4 separate regions of the Mus musculus genome follow, and regions 2, 3 and 4 are each linked to region 1. The links are chromatin contacts, called in public ChIA-PET and promoter capture Hi-C maps. All regions are on one chromosome and are shown on one strand. Each heading gives the region's core, a stretch centred on a gene start, on an enhancer-like site or on the middle of the called end of the contact. The rest is flanking DNA. Distances are from core to core; before and after follow the strand shown.

Region 1 (3,356 bases), core at 609-3,108:
GAGAACCTGGCCAACACTTTCTCACCTGCTCGGAGAGGACAAGGGATTGTAGATGCTGCCATAGTAGCTGGTGTAGGGAGAATGCACTGGATTTTCATATTCAGATAGCCCAATGGTTAACTGGGTCCTCCAGTTCCCAGAAGCATTTGTGGAAGACACTAGAAATGAGAACAGAAAGAGAGAGAACGTTAGTTGAACTATTCCAAGCTAAATCTGTTCAGGTTGCTTCACACTCCGGTATGTGCAGAGCAGAGAGATGGAAGCCTGGGTTTAGTTTTGTGTTTGCCACTGCTGAGGGGGTGGGTCCAGGCCTTGCCTCTGTTCTACCTCTGAGAACGAGAAACCCCTATCTGAGCCAGAATTGATAATCAGTTCAATTTTCTGGGTTAATAGCCGGCTGAGTGACTTGGGCAAATAGCTCCTCCTTTTGAAGCTTCAGTTTTCTTATTGTGGAGAGGGTAAGTACATTTTCTGTGGTGACAGCACCAGGACTGAAGGTTATGATGAACATAGTTAGCCTAGTGCAGAATAAAGGCTCGCAACATGGTAAGTATTACTATTAACAGGAGTTAGTCCAAAGGGAAGACAGAATTATTTTCAAGAACACCCGTTTTGAAGTAGCCCAGAAGGAAAAGGGAGTGGATTCTCAAAGGGAGAGAACCTTGCCACCTGGGCTTCAGATCCGACCAGATGGTACTTGAGAATCCGTCGAGAGGAATGTGGAGGAAAAGCCTTCAGCCAGGTCACTTGTCAAGACTTGACTGCTGAAGGCAACACTGGCCACTGGTAAGGCAGGGCGTTTTCTATTGTTGACTGAAAAGTGGAGGGTGAAGCTAGCAGGAGGTGGAAGAGGCTAGCTTTGCAGAAGGGTGGATCCAGGAGATGACAAGGGTACAATTTGGAAGCAGAGCCTGATTGAAGGAATGTTACTGGGTGTCACTGGTTATCACTGGGTTTCTGCTCTTCTCTTTGTGGAACCAGTCCTGCCCCATGCCTGGGCTGCACAGGTGACTCGGCAGCTCTGTGTGTGTCTAAGCCTCACAGACAGCCCTGCTCACTGTTCTTCCTGTTCCTCACGTTCTGTCCACTGACCTCTTTCCACACCCACAAGCCACTTGCATTTGCCACTGACAAACTTCACAATGCGTCTTTGGCCACAATGCCACTTGATTTACACTAACAGATGTAGGATGCTCACGGAGGGTTTCCAAGACTGAGCACCGAGGGAAGGGCTCTGAAGCCTGCGGGGGTCATACTGTTAGCCCTGGGATGGAAGCCCTACTTTGTCACCTGCCAGCCTACGGGACTGGCAGTCATTCAAACTCTATCTAAACCAGAGAGAGTCACCTTAACTGTAAAATAAGAATCATAACACACAGCTCTCGCCCTACAGCCCTGCTGCTCCCATTAAAAGGGCACCCTGACACAGAGCTGCCAAGAAAAGGTGGCTATGATCACTCCTGAAACTGAGTCATGACGAAGCCTTCAGGTGGTGCAGAGTCTGACTAACCAGAAACAGGAAATGTAGCTCTCCGTGTGAATGATCGGAGCCTGTAGAAATACATCTCCAAAGCTATAAAGTAGGGGCAGGAACATTCCAGAAGGGATTTCCGGGAGCCTTGATTTCATCCACTTAATTCTTTCTAAAAGATGCTCTTAGCCAGGTGTGGTAGGGCAGGCATGGGAGAGGACTCATGAGTTTGAGGTCAACCCTGGATGCACTGTAAGATCCTATTTAAAAAACGTCAAGGGGGTGGGGGATGGGGTAAGGAGGAATGCTCTTGGTGGTGCAGTCAGCAGAACTGATACCAGGTCTGAACCAGGAAGCAGTAACTCCGTTTTCACCCTTGCCCTAGATACAAAACCAACAGCCAAGACACTCAAGGGTTTTGACTCACACCTGGTTTCCTGTGGGTGTTTCCCCAGCCCTGCGTGCGCACCAAAAGCCATCCACAAGAATTTCCAGACCCCTGTTTGCTCTCATTCTTGGGGAACTCTCTCCAGATGTGACCCGTGAAAGCCTTCCATGCTTCACCCTGAGCTTTGAGGAAGTTCAGGAGGTCCTCTGAGCAGGATAGGTGTCCTCTACATCAGAGCCATAAACCACAAGAAACAGTGATAGACACCTCTTCCTGTGTTAGATGTGGTCATAGGTGGGATAATCCCGGAAGTCCAGGTCGCAGAAATAGTAATAAAATAGAACCCAAGCAGTACTCTCCATGGCAATGTCTCTTGTCAACAATCTTATGAATCACAAAGGAACAGCTCACTCTGACTGTTCCACAGGCTTGGAAATTCCCACCTAGGACCCAGGTTTTTGTGTAGTTTAAGCATTCATGCATTTCTTCAACTCATACATTCCTTTAGTTGCTGATGACACCCTTCAAAGGACCTTGAGGTCCTTCAATACTGACCTAGCACTATGCTGGGCAGACCAGTCCTCAGCTCCTATTTCTCCAAATTACTCAGAACAGGTTAGGGTGTGCAGCAGGTACTCTGCAAATGGGAGCAGAGGGAGTAGCCAGCTCCCCATTTCAGGGTTAGAAAGAGAATGCTTTTGATGATCAAAATTAGCTACCAAAATTCCTGGAGTTTTCAGTAATGACGGTGGGCATGGAATCAGGTTTTCAAGAACCCCAGGCAAACATTGAGCTATGACCCCAGCCTCCCAAATTCCTTACATTAGCAATTCAGTTGAGAACAGTATAGACTGAGATAAGATAAGCAAAGTATGTAGAAAAATACTTGACAAATACCAGTTCTATCGGAATGACTGTAGGCGTTACGCAGGCAGGTGCAGGAATATTCGATCTTTAGATTTATGACATCTTGGCCAGTGGGAAGGGATGTGTGATCCTTACTTAATGCCTTCTGCTGACTTTATGTGTCTCTTTATTCTTTCAAAACATCAAACTCCAGTGATGAGAATACTTTTAAGAGATGTGGCTATCAATATGAGGTGAAGATAGCACAAAGCTGGAGCAAGCACCAAGCCAGGACAACACACAGACTGGGCCCTCATCCTGTGTTTGCCCGGCTCAGATCTACAAATGGCTTCATCAGGCTCTAATGCTCTCTGAAAGCTGTTCAAGTTGGCAGTTCTTATTACGGGTCCACTTAATGACCACCACTCTGAATGACCTCGGGGACCAATTTATGACCCTGGACAGGAGTGGTTTGGGATGGGTTGGGATACATGGTGGCCCCTGGAGTGATGTGCTTCCCCCAGCAGTCTTACCTGAAGAGTAGGAAGATGCTCGACTGCTTGGAGAACAGGGGACCTGCAGCCCTGCAAATCCCAGGCACCTCTGCGATCCCCTGTCTGAGTCAAAGCTCGTCTGTGGGCTGTGCCCCTG
Region 2 (3,356 bases), core at 319-2,818, 210 kb after region 1:
GGGAAGCTGCACTCCATCAAGTTTGCAGGTGGGGCTGAGAGGAAGTCGAACTTGGCTTAGCAACCCACAGGAGGACCGTGGGTGCCCGTGTGCAGAAGCTGAAGTATCTCTGACAGAGCTCTTAGCTGCAAGTGAAGGAAACACAGCACTATCTAATTTAATAGAGAAAAATGTATCGACCGATAAGACCAGGCAAGGGATCAGGAGGGCAAAGGAAGCCTGTGGATGCCAAGAACCTACTTCTCTTTTGACTTGTTCCTGTTTTTGACTTGTTTTTGGTGTGTGTGTGTATATGTGTGTGTGTGTGTGTGTGTGTGTGTGTGTGTGTGTGTGTAATTTTGTTTTGTTTGGTCTTGCTGTGTGTAGTTTTGGTTTGCTTGGTTTTTTTTGTTTGTTTTTTTTTTTTTTTGATTTTGTTTTTTGTTTTTTGTTTTGCATCCGCATTCAGCCCCTTGAATGCGGTCTTTGCCGATTGTACTCACTCTGCTACAAGGTAAGCAGGATGAACAGTGTCACAAACTCATGCCCCCATTGGCTCAAACTCAGAGGGGAACCAGAGCAAGCTCCTTTCTGGCAGCTAGTAATTAAATCATGGGAGATGTGCTGACTGACAATCGTAATCATCTGATCCAGGTGAGGAAGGGGGACGTGTGTAGATGCAAGAACTGTTAGAGAGTACGGGAGTGTGGGGTGCTATGATTGACAGCCTCTTGAAGTACAACTTGATCAGTAGTAGTCTGGAGGGAATACTTGGCCCAGTCAAGCTTTCTTGTTCTCAGAAGGCACAGGGGTGCTGAGTGGCAGGAACAGCCAGCATCTTTCTTAGGGCCATTTCTTTGGAAACATAGGGATACCCCAGTGAAGGCAGTAAGCACCCCCAAACCTTGGCCTCCTTGCTCTGGGATACATCACAGCTTCTTGCTCATTCCTGTTTCTCTGTTCTTCCTTCCTTTGTACTGACAATGAAGCACCTCATGGTGATCTGCTCTCTGGCCTGGGTAAAAGGCTTGCTAGTGCCTTGGCATTCCACTGAAATATAATTTTATTTTAACCTTGTCCCTTTATGAACTGGACTTGCTCATATGCAGTATATTACTAGGAACAGTTTTTAAATTGATGTGACTTCAAATAATATGTTTGCATTTTCACTAACTTAGTTGTGTGGTACCTTGGGTATTATTAAGTCCTTCACTCTAATCCAAAGCAACAGCATTGACTCTCTCTCTCCTCCCTCTTCTTCCGCCTTCCCTTTTCCTCTTTATTGTCCCGAGATATATCAATAATATCACTTTCTTAATCTCATTGGGATCCCATGAACCCCAAAGCTTAAAACAGTATTTAGAAGGTCTCTGTTCCCTGGGAGAGCTTTTTTTTTTTTACCCTGTTTTCCATAAATTTAACACAAAAAGGCTTAAGGAGCCAAGAGCCAAAGGTGCCAAGAGTCAAAGCGTTTGCCAAGGTTGGCTTACGGCTTTTAAATGGCCAACGGCACACGCACAGTCTCTCTGGCTCGGCTTCTGCAGCTCCAGGTTCGATGAACAGTGGTTCTTGGAAAGCCCCACACTGGATTGCAGCCCACACACACGGTTTACAACTTGGTTGTCAGGATGCCAAACTGCACAGGGCTCCAACCTCCCCAGAGTTGCCGGCTGGGCTGGCTCCTCCCAGTTCTCCATCAAACTGCTAATGCTAGGAAGCGGGAGAGACTCTCCCAGTCCTGTAAATGGCTTCGCCTTATCTCCTTGGTAAAACACTTACTTGTGGAGAAAAAAAAAAAAAAAAAGAAACCAGAAACTGTGAAGCAAAGCCGCCTCCTCACTCACGACTTCCCTATCACCTCCCGCTCAAAGGAAGCTTGTTCAGCTGCTTATTGGCAGCAAATGCAGTCTGGGGCAGGTCCCCACAACAGCCGATGCGTGCCTGTGCAAACTAGCTCCTACCCATCGCCAAGAACTGCAGGTTCCAGAGCAAGTACCTGCACTTGTACATGAACATGTTGTTTGAGGGTATCTCTGAACTGTCTATGACGTGAATATGGTTTGTGGCAGATGAAGGTAACATAGATGACCAGACCCTACACAAAGCACACATAGGCATTTACCCTGTATTGGTGATTCTCAACCTTCCTAGTGCTGTGGCCCTTTAATGTAGTTCCTCCTGTTGTGGTGACCCTGAACCATAAAATTATTTGGTTGCTACTTCATAGCTTTAATTTTGCTACCATTATGAATTGTAATGCAAATATCTGATATTCAGGATACCTGGTATGTGACCCTTAGAGGTTGAGAACTACGCCCCTTATAAATCAGCAACAGGGGCCTGCTTACAAAAGGCTGTAAGAGTTAGCAGGAGAGAAAGAACATAAACACAGTCAGGGGCTCTACCAATGTAGCCATTTAGTAAAGCCAGTATTAGCTGAGTTTCTAGAACATTCTCAGTGGGGCTTAGTTTCTACGTGTTTCTCATGTTATGGGCACTTCATGGTAATGAGCCTACTTTTTAAAGGGAGGAATTTTTGTACAACATAGTCCCTAATTATATGACTCATAGTCTATATGGTATTGTACTAAAGAAGCAGAGAGAAAATTAGTTTCATCACCTTGACTTCACAAGGAATGCCATCTCAGGTAGGATGACACCCATTACATTTAATAGTCGTCTTACATGACTTTTCGGATCTGATAGCATCTCCTGGACGAGGGAGGGGGGATATTTTCCCACTCCTGTGCTGCAGCCAGTCAGAAGAAGGGCTGGGGCATGTGGCAGGCCAGCAGCATCTACCCTGGGTACAAGTGGAGGCTGGACAGTCACCTACCTCTTTTCCTTGCAAGTGGACATAACTGAGATGAAGTTCTTTCCTTTCCAAACATCAGGATTTTACTCCTGGCCATGGTAGGGCATGGGGAAGGTAGAGGTTGTAGTTGTATGACTGCAGAGTTACTGACCTAGATTAGGGGTCTACCTTTCTTCAAAGGCTCAGAATATTTTGGATCTTCCATAATTTAAAAAAAAAATGGTCTCAGTTGTAACCAGTCTACTACTGTGTCGGAAAAGCAGGTAGAGAAAATACTTACATACATGAACATGGCTACATGCCAATAACATTCATTTATCATTTAAAGGCTGTGGCTGACCCTGGACATGATTGTGAGAAACAGAGAGAGGAGATAAAACATGGAAGCAAGAAGAAGGTGAAATGAGGAGGACATTTTGGTATGGAAAGGGGCTTGGAGGCATCGCTGGCACATTCCTTTTGAAGTAACAGAACCATTCAGGATTGGAACTTAGAGTGTTCCTTTTGGCTAATGGTCTGCTGGACACTGCCGGGTGCAAAGGAGACACTGTACTCACCTGGA
Region 3 (3,356 bases), core at 237-2,736, 160 kb after region 1:
CTGAAATGGCCACGGGAACATGAAGCTTCATGAACCATTAAGAAAACACCATTCTGTAGACCACCAAAATACAAATACAGTTGGTTTGGGATGGACATTGCTGGCACATGACAGAACATTAAGTAAAAACACTTGCAGGCTGCATGCTCCCAATATATGCATTACGTCCATCTCAAATCCCTCAGTCAGACCTGAGGAACACCTCTCTACGTCTTCATGCACGTCTGGGAAAGTCTTCTTGAGAAAAGGGCAAGGTTAGCTTTGGAGCTGATCTCGGTCACATCCATCCCTTACACAATCTCATCCCTTTCCCCGGTTTGTACCCACTTTCCTTCATTCTCTGTCTGCACTGTACCCACACAGATCTCCTTTGGGGTTTTTCCCACCCTATCTTCTTTCTACCTCAGGAAAGCAGGCTGGAGACAGGTTCTAGCTTTTTTGTCTTTAAGCATGTAGATTAAAAATTATTTTCTAGGAAATGGTTCAGTTGGTAAAGATCTTGCAGGCAGGAAGGCCCTGAGTTTAAATGCCCTGTACTCACATAAAAGTCTAGCACACTGACAGTGCACCTATAATGCCCGTGTTGGGGAGGGGGGAGGAAGAGAATTTGGGGGTATTACTGGCCAGCCAATCCAACCAAATTGGTGATCTCCAGAATCTCTCAGAGAATCTGTGTCAAAGGGTAAGGGGTCTGGGGAGAGGCCCAGTGGGTAAAGCACTCACTGTGCAAGTGTGAAGATCCGAGCTTGTACCCTGAAGCACCCAGGTAAATTTTGGATGGGCATGGTAGCCTACTTGTAACTCTAGTGCACATGAGGTAGAGGCAGGGGAGACCCACGGCTTGTTGGCTAGCTAGACTGGCTGGGTTCAACTGAGAGACCCTGCTTCAGTAGACAAGGAAGTGATTAAGGAAGATACCTGTCTCTCTCTCTGGTCACCACAAGCATTTGCACACACATCCATGTGCACCTTTACATCCGTGTGCACCAACAAACATATACACATGAATACATAACACACACAACAAAGAGGGAGGGGGAGAGAGAGAGAGAGAGAGAGGCACAGACACAGACACAGACACAGACACAGACACAGACACAGACACAGACACAGACACAGACACAGACACAGACACAGAAGGTGAAGAAAGTGTTCTGGCCAGCCCGAATGCCATGAGGGCAAGCAACACTGGCGGTGTCATCCTCTGTCCACTTCTGCAGAGGGAGAGATGTTGGGGCTCAGCCACTTAAGAGTCGGAGGGCAGCTGAAACCTACTTAGCATGCTGGACAAGGAAGAGATCATGGCCCTTTGTGACACCTGGTGCAGCCTGTGGACTGCTAAGATGCTATTTATGCAATATTAGTGTACAGCCAAAATGTAGAACTTCTGAGGTGCAAAAAAAGTCCACTGAGAAGTCACATGGAAGTATTTGGCAACACAAGCAGTGGTTGTAACTCCAACTACTGAAAAGCACAATCTTACTCAGTTATGCAAAAGGTTACTGGGAAGAACAGTCATCAAAACTGAAGGAGGCACAGAGCCAGTTACAGAGACGGAGCACATCCAGTTCTTTGAGCAGCAGGCAAAGGAAGATGAGGAAGCTGGAAAGGTTGATTTTTGTCGCTTAGAAAAATCCTGTTACTGGTTCTTTGACCTTCTTAGTTCTTAGAATCCTTTTCTGGGACCAACTCAAGATGACTGAGGCCACAGCACTTCTGGTATGATGTCCAGCTTAGGTTTTATTATAACGTCTCAGAACAAAACATGAAAGACTACCATGGAGCAGAAGTTGCGAGCCTTCACTTACTATCATTAGTGAAAGAGGAATTTCTTTTTTTTAAATTTTTTTTATTAGATATTTTCTTCATTTACATTTCAAATGCTATCCCAAAAGTCCCCTATACCCTCCCACTGCCCTGTTCCCCTACCCACTCACTCCCACTTCTTGGCCCTGGCATGCCCCTGTACTGAGGCACATAAAGTTTGCAAGACCAAGGGGCCCCTCTTCCCAATGATGTCCGACTAGGCCAGCTTCTGCTACATATGCAGCTAGAGACATGAGCTCTGGGGGTACTGATTAGTTCATATTGTTGTTCCACCTATAGGGTTGCAGAGCAAGTCACTTGATATGCACGCACTGATAAGTGGATATTAGCCCAGAAACCTAGAATACCCAAGATACAATTTGCAAAACACAAGAAAATCAAGAAAAAGGAAGACCAACAGGTGGATACTTCATTCCTCCCTAGAATAGGAAACAAAATACCCATGGAAGGAGTTACAGAGACAAAGTTTGGAGCTGAGACGAAAGAATGGACCATCCAGAGACTGCCCTATCCGGAGGTCCATCCCATGATCAGTCACCAAATGCAGACACTATTGCATATGCCAGCAAGATTTTGCTGAAAGGACCTTGATATAGCTGTCTCTTGTGAAGCTATGCCAGTACCTGGCAAATACAGAAGTGGATGCTCACAGTCATCTATAGGATGGAACACAGGGCCCCCTGTGGAGGAGCTAGAGAAAGCACCCAAGAAAGAGGAATTTCTTTTCCTCAGTCCTAATCTTGATTCTCAAGGACTAAAATGTGTGTCTTCTCCTTATGGATTAGTTATGATTGGAGTTTCAGGGACTGTCTACCGAGGAAATTCTTGTTTGGGAATATTTGAACAAATTTTTGGACTTATCCATAGCCATTTTGTGGGAAATACTTGCAAAATCAAATTTCTCCTGAGAATCGTTGGAGGAAGTTCCCTTGCTCCTGGATCATCACTGAAGCCATGTGTAATATTTGAACAGAGTGACCTGGAGGCCTTTTATAAAGTAATCACTTTGTGTAATAGCCCCGAAGTAAGACCTAATGTAAGGCAGATAATAGATAGTGGCACTGGAGACCAGGTTTTACATAGTGGAGATGAGGCATTGTTGAACAAAAGGGAATGAATTTGCCTAACCCTCTCAAGCATTGAGCACTGTACCTCGGCCTGAAGATGCTGCAGAAACACAAGGCTGACCATCCATCCCTAAGCCACTGCAGATGTAAGAACTGACATATTTTAGCTGAAATACCTTTTTGGGACTACAAACTAATGTGAATATTTGCCTATTTCTATCCTAGTTACAGCAAATGTCCTGAGAACTTGTTGCGGTCCACCAAATAAATCCAACTTTAGATGTTGTAGGTACGTGTGTGCCTTAGAAACTTTAGGTAGTATTTTCATTTGATTTAGTGACTAGCCTACTGATCTCTGTAGTTCCAAGTGGCAGAGATTAATATTACTCATGTTCATGGCTTATTATATCTCTTGCAAATACATCTTACTAAAGTGTTGTCAAAAGAAAACAGCATTTTAAA
Region 4 (3,356 bases), core at 467-2,966, 150 kb before region 1:
GAGCAGGGGGAGGGAGGATGGGATAGGGAGGTTTTTAGAGGGGAAATGAGAAAAGGGGGTAAAACTTGAAATGTAAATAAAGAAAATATCTAATAAAAAATACATACTGAGTGCCAGGCAGTTGTGAGTCCCAGGACAGCCAGGGATACACAGAGAAACCCTGCCTCTGGAAAAAAAATGCATATTGATAAAAAACAATAACTGCTTAATAATGAAAATACTGACCTTTTTAGTCCTCAGAATCCCCTCCGGAAGCTGCTGATGCTTTGGCTAGCCTAAAACCTGAGAAAAATAAAGTACGTTACCTTAAGAGCATGCCACAAGAGACTAGTTACTATTTTAATATAAAGGAACAACGTAGAGAGAAAAATGACCAGCAAATCCCTAGCCAGAAGCCCGGAGATGAAGATGCGTGATTCTCCTCAGTGAATGAACACTACTAAGTCTCTCAAAGCAAAGTCAGAGCCCAGGGTCCCCTGGACATAGTAACCCACGGAGCAGACACTAGTGGTGAGCAGGAAGGAGGTAGCCCGCTTCACACCACATCACTCAATCCAGACCAACAGGATAATTAGCAGAGAAAACATTCCTAGGACCAAAGCCTGTTCCTGGTTCTCATTGCAGTAATCCTGTTCTCTGATTCCCGGGGCTGCCTGGACCAGTGCCAACCTCAGGATCACAACAGGCCACCCAGCCCTTGGACTAACCTTCTAGGTCGCGGCTTGGAGCACTAGGTCCTAAATTTCGGGTATCCAAATCCACAGCTCTGCAATGCGTTCTGCCGGTTAACAAAACTTGACCATTCATGGAAAAAAGTAACCCTTGGCCGTGGGGAAAATCTAAAGGAGCAGATCAGAAAGTTGGCTTTTGCAAGGGAGGGCATGTACCCACTTGCATATGCTGGGTGATGGTTCCCTGTGGTGCATGAAAGTACAACTTCAGGGCCTGGCAGAAAGCCTTCCCGGAGTTGAGTTCTCTGGCAAGACTTGGCAGGGATGAAAGCTTTAGTAGGTTAGGCTACCGCGTCTTTTTGCACAAAACGGTCAATCGCGCTCCACTCGTGTGTGGCTTGATTGGATTTTCACGGACCTAAAAAGAGAAGAGGAAAAAAAGGTAAAAATCTGAACGCCGTAAACCATGAGAGCTGGGGTTACTAGGACTACCACATGAATGGCTTAGGGCATTGCTGGGCAACAGAGCCAGCAGCGGACAGATGAAGTGCATCTGGGACTCAAAGACTATCAAGTCCCAAGGTAGGCAAGCAGACAGAGCTCAGACAGAGCTCGGCTGCCTGAGGCGCCGAAGTGGCAATCCTGCTGTGGCGATCCTCCGGTTGTCTGCGGAACGTCAACCCCTCCCCTGTGTAGCGGAGTCAGCCCCTCGCGCCCGGCAGCAGCCAACCCTGCCCCGGGTGCTTGGGGAAGCAGCTGTCTTAGGAGACGCTCGGCTCCCAGGTGTGCCTGGAGAAGCCACTCCGCCCCAGCATGGGGATCGAGGCAACAGGGCAGGCCTGGCTGGGCATCTCCCTAGCCTACAGCCACCGATCAACTCCTGGTAACCAGCTGAAGGCCGCGGGCTGGGATCAGAGTCCCAGAGTCAGGCTGCGGGCCCACGGGGGTGCAGGCGCCGGCCAGGAACAGGCGGGGAAGGCGCGGGGCCCACCTGCAGCTTGACTAGGGAGCGGCGGCGGCGGCAGTGGCGGCAGCTTGGGAGTAACGAGACGTCACCGCCGGCAGCCGCGAACCGGAAACCTCCGGCGCCCAAGCCGGGCCAGGGGGCGCCCGGGAGCTGCCGCGACACCTTGGCCCGGGGCTCAAGGGCGGACCGGAATGCCTTGACCACACCCAGCGACCAGAGTCTGGAAGGCACTCTTGGACACCCATCAGCCAAGGTTACGGACACCCTGTGACCCACAGCCTGATCCACTGGGGACACCCGCCTACATCCCCTCCGGGACGTGGGACACCGGGGTGCAAGTCCCTGGCTGCTCCTCCAGGCGCTTGGCAGGTCTCCAGCACCAGAGAGTAGGCAGGCAGACTACGGGACTGTTTACATATCACTCAGGGTTGTAATTTTATTGCTTTCCCATTCTGAGCAGAAGTTGCTGCCCTGATTTTCAAATGAGACTGGATGTAGTGGGACACTCTCTGGTGGGTAGTGAAAATACTGTAGATTCCAGGGAATTGTACCTGTCCATGAAGTGTCCAAGTCCAATGGCTACTCTTGTTTAATTTTTACGTTTTTGCTATTTCATGATGATTTCTAACTGCTTGTTTAGGTGATGATTACGTGTATGCATATCTCCCATTCTCTTCCATTCTTGACACCTTGCAGTTCCAGCATGCCTTCTGGAGCATGGGGGAGACAGCCATTAAATTATGATTAAAGGGTTCAAGGGCTGACAGGTGGCTTAGAGTTTTCAAAGCGCTTGTGGGAGCAAGCCTGACGACCCACGTTGAATCCTAGGATCCTACCACGAAAGGGGAGAACCCACTCCCTGACCTCGTTCTCTGACCTCCTGGATACTCACACCTTCCTATACAATACTAATAAATGAAAAAAAGGACCCAGCTTATATTAATGGTGTCAAAATAAACATGCTCAGATGCATTCAGTTCACAAGGCTTACATGTCTTATAAATTTTAAGAAGCTACTATGAGAACTGAAACCAGAACTGGTGGTACAGGCCTGCTGTTCCAGCTACTCCACAGGCTGAGTCATGGAAAAAATTTAAAAAAAATAAAAAATAAAAGGAAGTTCAAGACACCCAGACAACTTAGTGACCACGGAGATGAGTGCTATCCTAACATGTGCACGACCCCAGGTTCAATCCCCAGTAACATACAACATACACATGGGCTGGGCACTTTAGGGAAGGCCTTTCTTTAATCCTAGCTAGCACTTGGAAGGCAAAGGCAAATGGATCTCTGTAAGTTTGAGGCCAGCCTGATCTATGTCGCAAGTTCCAGACCAGCTGTGTTTTATATGTGTATGTGTTTAATATGTATATAATTTGTTTAATATATATCCTGTTCAGTATGTATTGTGTTAGCATGTCATTTACATGTGCCAAACACACATTAAAGAACAAAAGAACATTACAGTAGTTTTTAAAATGCATTTTAAAATTTTTATGTATAGGTATTTTGTGCGTGTATGCACACACGGCCAGAAGAGGGCATCAGATCTCTGGAACCGGAGTTACAGTTATTAGCTGCTATGTGTGTACTAGGACTTGAACTCAGTCCTCTGAAAGAGTACCAGTGCTCTTAACTCAGCCACTAACCACACTAGTAAGCCTGGCAAAGGCGATGGAACCAGGGCGCTTGTGTGACGTGACCACAGCACAACTTTA

What was found. ChIA-PET counts read pairs in DNA pulled down with a chosen protein or histone mark. Capture Hi-C pulls out chosen DNA fragments and counts their contacts.
Region 2: a promoter capture Hi-C map of adipose tissue shows a contact between it and region 1. The contact joins two enhancer-like sites. A contact is called at or near these places in 2 of 484 Hi-C or Micro-C datasets (bone marrow-derived macrophages and liver), 7 of 115 datasets of contacts at active chromatin or transcription factors (CD8 T cells, cardiomyocytes, embryonic basal ganglia and 4 more) and 2 of 9 other capture datasets (adipose tissue and liver).
Region 3: a promoter capture Hi-C map of adipose tissue shows a contact between it and region 1. The contact joins two enhancer-like sites. A contact is called at or near these places in 3 of 115 datasets of contacts at active chromatin or transcription factors (CD8 T cells, effector CD8 T cells and extraembryonic endoderm stem cells) and 2 of 9 other capture datasets (adipose tissue and liver).
Region 4: an RNA polymerase II ChIA-PET map of effector CD8 T cells shows a contact between it and region 1, with 27 read pairs. The contact joins the promoter of Eogt here to the enhancer-like site in region 1. A contact is called at or near these places in 1 of 15 datasets of contacts at CTCF or cohesin (CD8 T cells), 3 of 484 Hi-C or Micro-C datasets (Th1 cells, bone marrow-derived macrophages and stem cell-derived primordial germ cell-like cells), 4 of 115 datasets of contacts at active chromatin or transcription factors (effector CD8 T cells, embryonic stem cells, extraembryonic endoderm stem cells and 1 more) and 3 of 9 other capture datasets (adipose tissue, liver and pancreatic islet).

What each region holds. Positions count from the first base shown.
Region 1 is chr6:97,292,338-97,295,693 of GRCm38.p6, forward strand. It overlaps Frmd4b (FERM domain containing 4B), which reads right to left. Exons shown (of 23, transcript NM_001346637.1): 21 at 3,239-3,356; 22 at 26-158. Among named protein-coding and RNA genes, the nearest start is that of Gm32191, 41 kb to the left of the region's middle. Within about 2 kb of position 1,859, at least 90 of the 459 cell types and tissues checked have an H3K27ac peak or open chromatin away from gene starts, as enhancers often do. A contact at or near this core is called in CD8 T cells, Th1 cells, adipose tissue and 3 more, where this site is marked.
Region 2 is chr6:97,504,688-97,508,043 of GRCm38.p6, forward strand. It overlaps Gm46970 (a long non-coding RNA gene), which reads left to right. Exons shown (of 5, transcript XR_003956336.1): 1 at 1-3,356. It also overlaps a transcript of Frmd4b not described here. Among named protein-coding and RNA genes, the nearest start is that of Gm46970, 10 kb to the left of the region's middle. Within about 2 kb of position 1,569, at least 81 of the 459 cell types and tissues checked have an H3K27ac peak or open chromatin away from gene starts, as enhancers often do. A contact at or near this core is called in adipose tissue and microglia, where this site is marked.
Region 3 is chr6:97,448,520-97,451,875 of GRCm38.p6, forward strand. All of the region lies in intron 1 of Frmd4b (FERM domain containing 4B), which reads right to left. It also overlaps the pseudogene Gm19653. Among named protein-coding and RNA genes, the nearest start is that of Frmd4b, 38 kb to the right of the region's middle. Within about 2 kb of position 1,487, at least 15 of the 459 cell types and tissues checked have an H3K27ac peak or open chromatin away from gene starts, as enhancers often do. A contact at or near this core is called in adipose tissue, where this site is marked.
Region 4 is chr6:97,147,170-97,150,525 of GRCm38.p6, forward strand. It overlaps Eogt (EGF domain-specific O-linked N-acetylglucosamine (GlcNAc) transferase), which reads right to left and starts at 1,717. Exons shown (of 18, transcript NM_175313.5): 1 at 1,663-1,717; 2 at 708-1,089; 3 at 226-282.